Regions from separate parts of the Mus musculus genome. Here region 1 is linked to region 2. The links are chromatin contacts, called in public Hi-C maps. All regions are on one chromosome and are shown on one strand. Each heading gives the region's core, a stretch centred on a gene start, on an enhancer-like site or on the middle of the called end of the contact. The rest is flanking DNA. Distances are from core to core; before and after follow the strand shown.

Region 1 (2,869 bases), core at 370-2,869, 3.6 Mb before region 2:
CACCATGTTACCATTAGGAATTACAGAGTTTTGTTTCATGCTACAGTGGTTCCTGAAAGGCAGTAACTAAAACTGCTATCCTAAAGTCCCAGAGCAGATTAGAACAATCACTATCAAATCAGCTCCAGCCCTTCTCTCTTCACTTGAAAATCCTGTAATCTCTCCCTCAACCATCAAGTGAAACTGGAGGCAAGTCATGCTATCTCTAGAGTGTGATATTTGCACATATGGTTGTTCAGTAGGAAGTACTATAAAGTAACAGAACTAATGCCTATTAGAAAACCAAGAAGAAACAGAAACTACAGAGACATGCCCTGGAATTTGAGAGTCCCTGACACAGAGGTAACATTTAGAAATGCAACCCACAAATGAACTAAATGTGGACAGAGACACAGGAAGCATTCCATTATAAAAAGATCAGTGCTCAAGAACAAAATTAAGGCATCAAATGAATAAAGTGATTCTAGGAGTCATTCAAGTACCCTACAGTCTATTGAAACCTAAATGCTATTGGACCCAGAAGTGGCTAGTTTTATGTCAACCAGACACAAGCTACAGTCAGTCTTAAGTTAAGAGGAATTCTCAATTGAAAAGAAAAATGCTTCCACCATAAAGATCGGGCTGTAGACAAGCCCATAGGGCATTTTCTTAATTACAGATTGATGGGGAAGAGCCCAGTCCTTTATGGGTGCTGCCATCTCTGGGCTGGTGGTCCTGGGTTCTATAAAGAAGCAGACTTAGCAAGCCATGAGGAACAAACCAATAAGCAGCACTCCTCCATGGTCTCTGCAACAGCTCATGCCCTCCATATTCCTACTTATTCTGAGTTCCTCGAATGATGGGCCAAAATGTGGAAGAGTAGGCCAAATAAATCCTTTCCCCTAACCTGCTTTTGGTCATGGTGTTTCATCGCAGAAATAGAAGCCCTGACTAAGGCATCATATTTCTCTCTCCAAATACTAAATCTTCCAAAAACAAAACTGAAGCCATCCACCATCCATTTAATAGTGACAGAAAATTCTGACGTTAGACCAAGAGCATATTCATTGGTCTGTTCCAAGGCACATGTTTTCGAATATCCGTACAACAAACGGAGAATACAGATTTCCCTTAACAACTTTCATTTTAAATGAAAGCCTCTTGAGATGTTTTAGCTGCTAACATTTCGCCTGAAACAATCAGTGTCTCCCAACTTCCCCTGGAAGTAACAGGTTTCCAAAAAGAGAATGAGCAAAAAGTGTCAATATTCACAGTCGGCAAAGAAAATTAGATCGGTACACCACAAGTAAACACAAGGAAGGGGCTCACTCCACAAACAAAACTTTCTGACTTTACTTTGGAAAAGTTACACTGACTCAAACTGCAAGACACTCTTCGTCCCTCCTGAAAACTGTGGCATCCACACGCTCCTGACACTAACAGGGGACTCCGGAGGTCGCCCACAACCACCGGCTTCGGATTCAGGATACGCGCATCAGTGCCGCACCCTGTTCTGACCCCCAGATAAAAACCCTCGGGGCCGAGCTCACCAGCCTGGGACGTGAGAACACAGCTCCACAAGCTCTTGGTCTGGAGAGCGCTCAGGTGAGGCTGCCTCGTCGCCTAGCAACGGTGAAGCTGCCCGTTCTTCCGCAAGCGTCAATTCCTCCCGCCTCTGAGAGAGTTTTTAAAAGGTTTTGTTTCCGGGTCGAGCGGGCTTTAAGCAACGGAAGGTCTCTTAGCCGCCCTTGTTTAGTCTTGGGGGAGGATAGATTCTCGGTGGAGCGACGTGTGCTGTCGCTCAGGGGTCGTTTCTCCTCCCTCGAGTTAACGCCTCCTCTCCTGCCAATTGCTGAGCGCCATCAGGCAGGCGCCTCACTCAAAGCACCAACCCTCTGCTCACAGACGCGCTCCAATCACCGAGGCTCAGCCCCGGGACTACTTTGCAGCGAGGCGCGTAGGAAGAAGGGGTTTGGGGGAATTGTAGTTTAGCACTGTCAGGAATGCACGAAGGTGGGCGCCAGAGGTCGCCGGAAGAACTACACTTCCCAGAAAGGGCCGTGTCTCCAGCCGAACCTTTGCGGGCCAGCCCCGCGTTCTCTCCCAGAGTCTGTTCCGCTGTAGAGGTGACCTGACTGCTGGAGACTGCCTTTTGCAGGTGCAGAGATCGGCCTTGCAGTTTGCAATAATGGTGAGTGTGGGCTCCTGGAACCTGCAGCAGCTCCGGCCTCTCGGCCTCCTCCTGCGCTTGATGCGCTTTTAAAAAGCAGTAATGCCGGGAGCTGTCCTCCGCGCGGTTTGCAAAATCTGACTCATTCTCACGACTGTCGCAGTAACCCAGATACTGGAAAGGGGTTCGCAAGGACTCTAGAGAAATCACTGTCCTTGGAAAGTCGGGTCTCAGTCCTTGCGCAGGAGGGACAAAATTTTCTCCGAAGGACCTTAAAGGATTTGTTGTGGGGGATGAGAATTATGGGAGGGGAAGAATTAGGTCCTAACACTATTTTGCCTCTTAAGCTCTTGGAAAGAATAGGCCTCTGATGTTGATTTACCGGTAGTGCTCCAGGTTATGATCCCAGTTTTCAGGAGACATGTTTCCACCATATTTGATTTAAAAGAAAACAAATGTTACTGAAAACCTATTCTTGATCTCCGTTTGTAATGACAGGACTAGCATCGCTAGTCAAACAGTGCCGATATTCTTTACTACTCTGTCATAAATTCTGAAGGCCTCCTTGCAGATGTAACGTAACCATCTTGTTGAAGCTCTAGATCTATCTTGTCCTCAGCGGGCGGAGGGGGGTGACGTGAAAGAGAGCTCTGACGTAGGACTAATCTTCATGCTGTTTGAAGGTGACATTTGCCACCAGACTGGAAATTGCTAAGTACT
Region 2 (3,273 bases), core at 254-2,753:
TGGCTTTTATTTGTATTATACAAAGCCTGTACTTAGGTGTAAGTCAGTGCTTCCACCTAAGCACTTTATCTGTCCCATCCATTTATTTGTCTGTCCCTTCACCGCTAGAACATTGTTGTAAGTCTTAACCACTCTCCTGACATTTGGGTGAGATTCAGCTTCATTATGCTTCAAGAGATCAAGAAATTTCTTGTCTCTTTTTCCTTTTTCATTCCATGTCTTAGAGTAAAGGTATCCTCCCTTTGCACAGGCATGTGCCTCCCGCTCTGAGACTAAGGGCATCAGCACTGACTATACACCAGTTTGGGAAGAATTGACTCTTTAACAGTAGTGAGTGACACAGACCACAAACACAGCATAGCCCTTTTTATTTTGGCCTTCAATTTATTTCTAAGGTGTTTTATAGTTCTCTCTGTAGAGTTGGCACTCTTTTGTTTTACTATTTATCGCAAATCATATTCTTTAAAAACTTAGAATTTGGTTTATTACTAATCTATTAAAGCACAATTAACCTCCGAGTTTCACTTTATTTGGGGCATGGAAGAAGGCACAACTACGCTGATGATTCTGTTCAGGACCTAGACCTGTGGTCCTAGCACTGACAAGCTTGAGACAGGAAGACCAGGAGTTCACAGCGAGACTGCATTAAATAAGGAGGCAGGGCACACATAAGACACTGTCTGAAAAACAAAAAGACAGACACACTTCATGATAAGGAAACTGGAGTGTTACAGATATAAAACCAAATAATCTTTATGGCTATCTTTAGTGCCCTAAGTAGCCATTAAGGACCCAGCTGTCAGGATTGGCATCCTGAAGGCTAGCAGGTAAAAACTTTGGAATGCACTGTTACCAGATCACTAACTTCCATCAACGAAAGGATGGGTCTCATAAATTATATCCTTACCTAAAGCCTATGGACGAATCATCTCCTGCTTTGCTGTAACCCACCTACTACCTGTTGTCCCCAACAAAGCGCCTGGCAAATGCTTTGTTTTTTGTTCTGTGACTGTTAAAGTCTGTGCGATTGCTTTTATATTGAAACATGTTTTTAGGCCAACCTGAATCAATGCTCCCTGGCCATGGAAATTATTACTTGATTCAAAATAAACACTATTTTATTCCTACTAAGATGACAGCTCTGTTTTGCATGTACAGTTTCCAGCGACTGTTAGTTTATTAAATTAATACGTTTTCCTACATTTTGGAGCTACGCACATAACAGAACATCTATGAACTATTGCGTTTATTACCTCCTAAACTATAGTCTTTATTTTCTCATATTATCGAATAACACACCATCATTTGAATCTTAGAAATAATCAATTAAATTTTAAATTCAATAAGAATCTGTCATTGTATATGAACTCTTTACTGTCTCACATACCAAGTTCCTGTCACAGATCCAGAAAAGGGTCCTGCAGTTCCTGCTAAGTTGGACGAGTCTGATGGTAGACCTCAGAAAACTCCTGTTTCCTCAGCCCTGGCCGCAGCCTTCTAACCCCGCCCCTCACACTGACGCAGCCAATCCGCACCATGCGTAGTAACCCGCCCCTAGACGGAGGCAGCCAATTAGAAGCAGCGTATTTTGCGCGCCCGACTTGCAAAGATGGCGCTGCACGGTGGCGCGCGGGCTCTCTGTCGAGCAGTTGCCCTGCTCCGCTGTAGCAAAATGTGAATGCAGCTGAAGGACGGTGGCACGGGAATGAGTCGGCGAAGGAAGCATGCGGACAGCCCTGCCCGGAGGAGCACGCCGCACAGGGCGGCTGCTAAGAACTGCCGCCCGGCGGCAGAGCCGTGGCTGCGGGAGTCCAGGGCGGCCTGCAGCTCCCAGCTCCGCCGGGCGGGAACGCGGTCTGCGCGGCGGGCGCAGCGGCAGGCAGCGGCTGACGGCGGGCGCAGTCCCCGGGGTGAGGAGAGGGCGGGGAGCGGAGCCTGGCGGTGCAGACCGGGCGGGAGGCCTGGGGCTGCAGAGCCGAGTCCGGTAAACCGGGCCTTTTCTGAACGTCTGGTTGTGGGCGGGGCCTGTGCCGTGGACTGTGTTCCGGAAACTGGGCACCTACGCTGGTTGTTGTTGTTTTCCTCGCTGTTTTGTTTTGCAAAAAGGGCCACCTCAGAAACCGTAGTGTGCTCCCGGAACTTGCTAGGTGTAACATCCGGTTAGCCCAGCAAACCGATGGCGCGTTCATTTCTGTAAACTTGGAGTTAAGAGATATCTATCCCAATAAGGACCAAACTCATAACCTCTATCCTAGGGTGTGTCCGTAAAATACAATGTCTGTTACCTTGCTTGTTTCTGCTATGAATAAAACGAGGCTGGGAAAGAAAAATAACATTGTAAACCTTCAAGTGATTCTAGACAGAGCTTCCCTAGAAACAAATCACTATTGGTTTTGGGGTGTATGGAGTAAAAAAAAAATTGGGTCGAGTTTACAGGAGGGGCCTTGTGAGAGTTTAGCTTGGCTTTCTGTTTGGATGCATTTCCTGTACATCTGCTGACGTCATGGAGGTACCTAAAGCCTGGTGATAGTAATTCAGTGATCAGATGGTATCATTCCTGGGCCTATGGAATTTTCAAAGAACACTTCCTAACTACAGTGCTAAACTTATGAAGTATTAAGATATTATTTTCATTGAAACATTTCTATTGTGGTTAAAGTAACTGTCTTTAGGAGACAAGCTTTGTATTGGACATGAAAATTAATTGTTTGACTTTAGCTTTTATGAAGTAACGTAACACTTAGAAGCAATGATTGTCATCTTATGCAGGAAAGGAGACGCCAGTACAAATCGTGAAAATGGATTTATTATCCTGTACCTTCAGTTCTCCAAATGATCCAGATGGACAAACTGATATCTTCTGGGATCAAAATTCTCCAATGACAAAGCAGTTAGGTAATCTGTTGTTATTTTTATGTGGGTAGGTGCTTGAAGAATTATTGTCGGTAAAATTTTAGTCTGGTAACATCATAATACAACGGTTTTGGGTTTTTTGTTTTGTTTTTTAGAACCTCATGTGTGATTTTTCTGTCTGATTCTAGGGTGGAGTCATTAAGTTGTACTGATTACAATTGTTTCCTAAAAAGTGACAACTGATTTTAGAATTCTTGGTCTAAAATTCATAGAAATGTCTTGTTTCTTTAGGTAAAGGAAGAAAAAAGCAGATTTCCAGTGCATACAGTGATGAGATTTCACATATTGTTAACCGTATTGCTCCTCAGGTAAGTATGGCAAATCTCATAGTTTATCAAACAGCAAAGATTGTATGTGGTG

What was found. Hi-C and Micro-C count contacts between places; a contact is called where the count stands out from the background.
Region 1: a contact with region 2 is called in a Hi-C map of CD4 T cells, with 6 times the contacts expected there. The contact joins the promoter of Wdpcp here to the promoter of Etaa1os in region 2. A contact is called at or near these places in 1 of 39 promoter capture datasets (pre-B cells) and 1 of 484 Hi-C or Micro-C datasets (CD4 T cells).

Annotation. Positions count from the first base shown.
Region 1 is chr11:21,571,031-21,573,899 of GRCm38.p6, reverse strand. It overlaps Wdpcp (WD repeat containing planar cell polarity effector), which reads right to left and starts at 1,619. Exons shown (of 18, transcript NM_145425.3): 1 at 1,530-1,619. Mdh1 (malate dehydrogenase 1, NAD (soluble)) reads left to right here and starts at 1,966. Exons shown (of 9, transcript NM_008618.3): 1 at 1,966-2,170. The coding sequence starts at 2,168.
Region 2 is chr11:17,952,200-17,955,472 of GRCm38.p6, reverse strand. Etaa1os (Ewing tumor-associated antigen 1, opposite strand) reads right to left here and starts at 1,503. Exons shown (of 3, transcript NR_131915.1): 1 at 1,388-1,503. It overlaps Etaa1 (Ewing tumor-associated antigen 1), which reads left to right and starts at 1,598. Exons shown (of 6, transcript NM_026576.4): 1 at 1,598-1,910; 2 at 2,770-2,895; 3 at 3,145-3,221. The coding sequence starts at 1,679.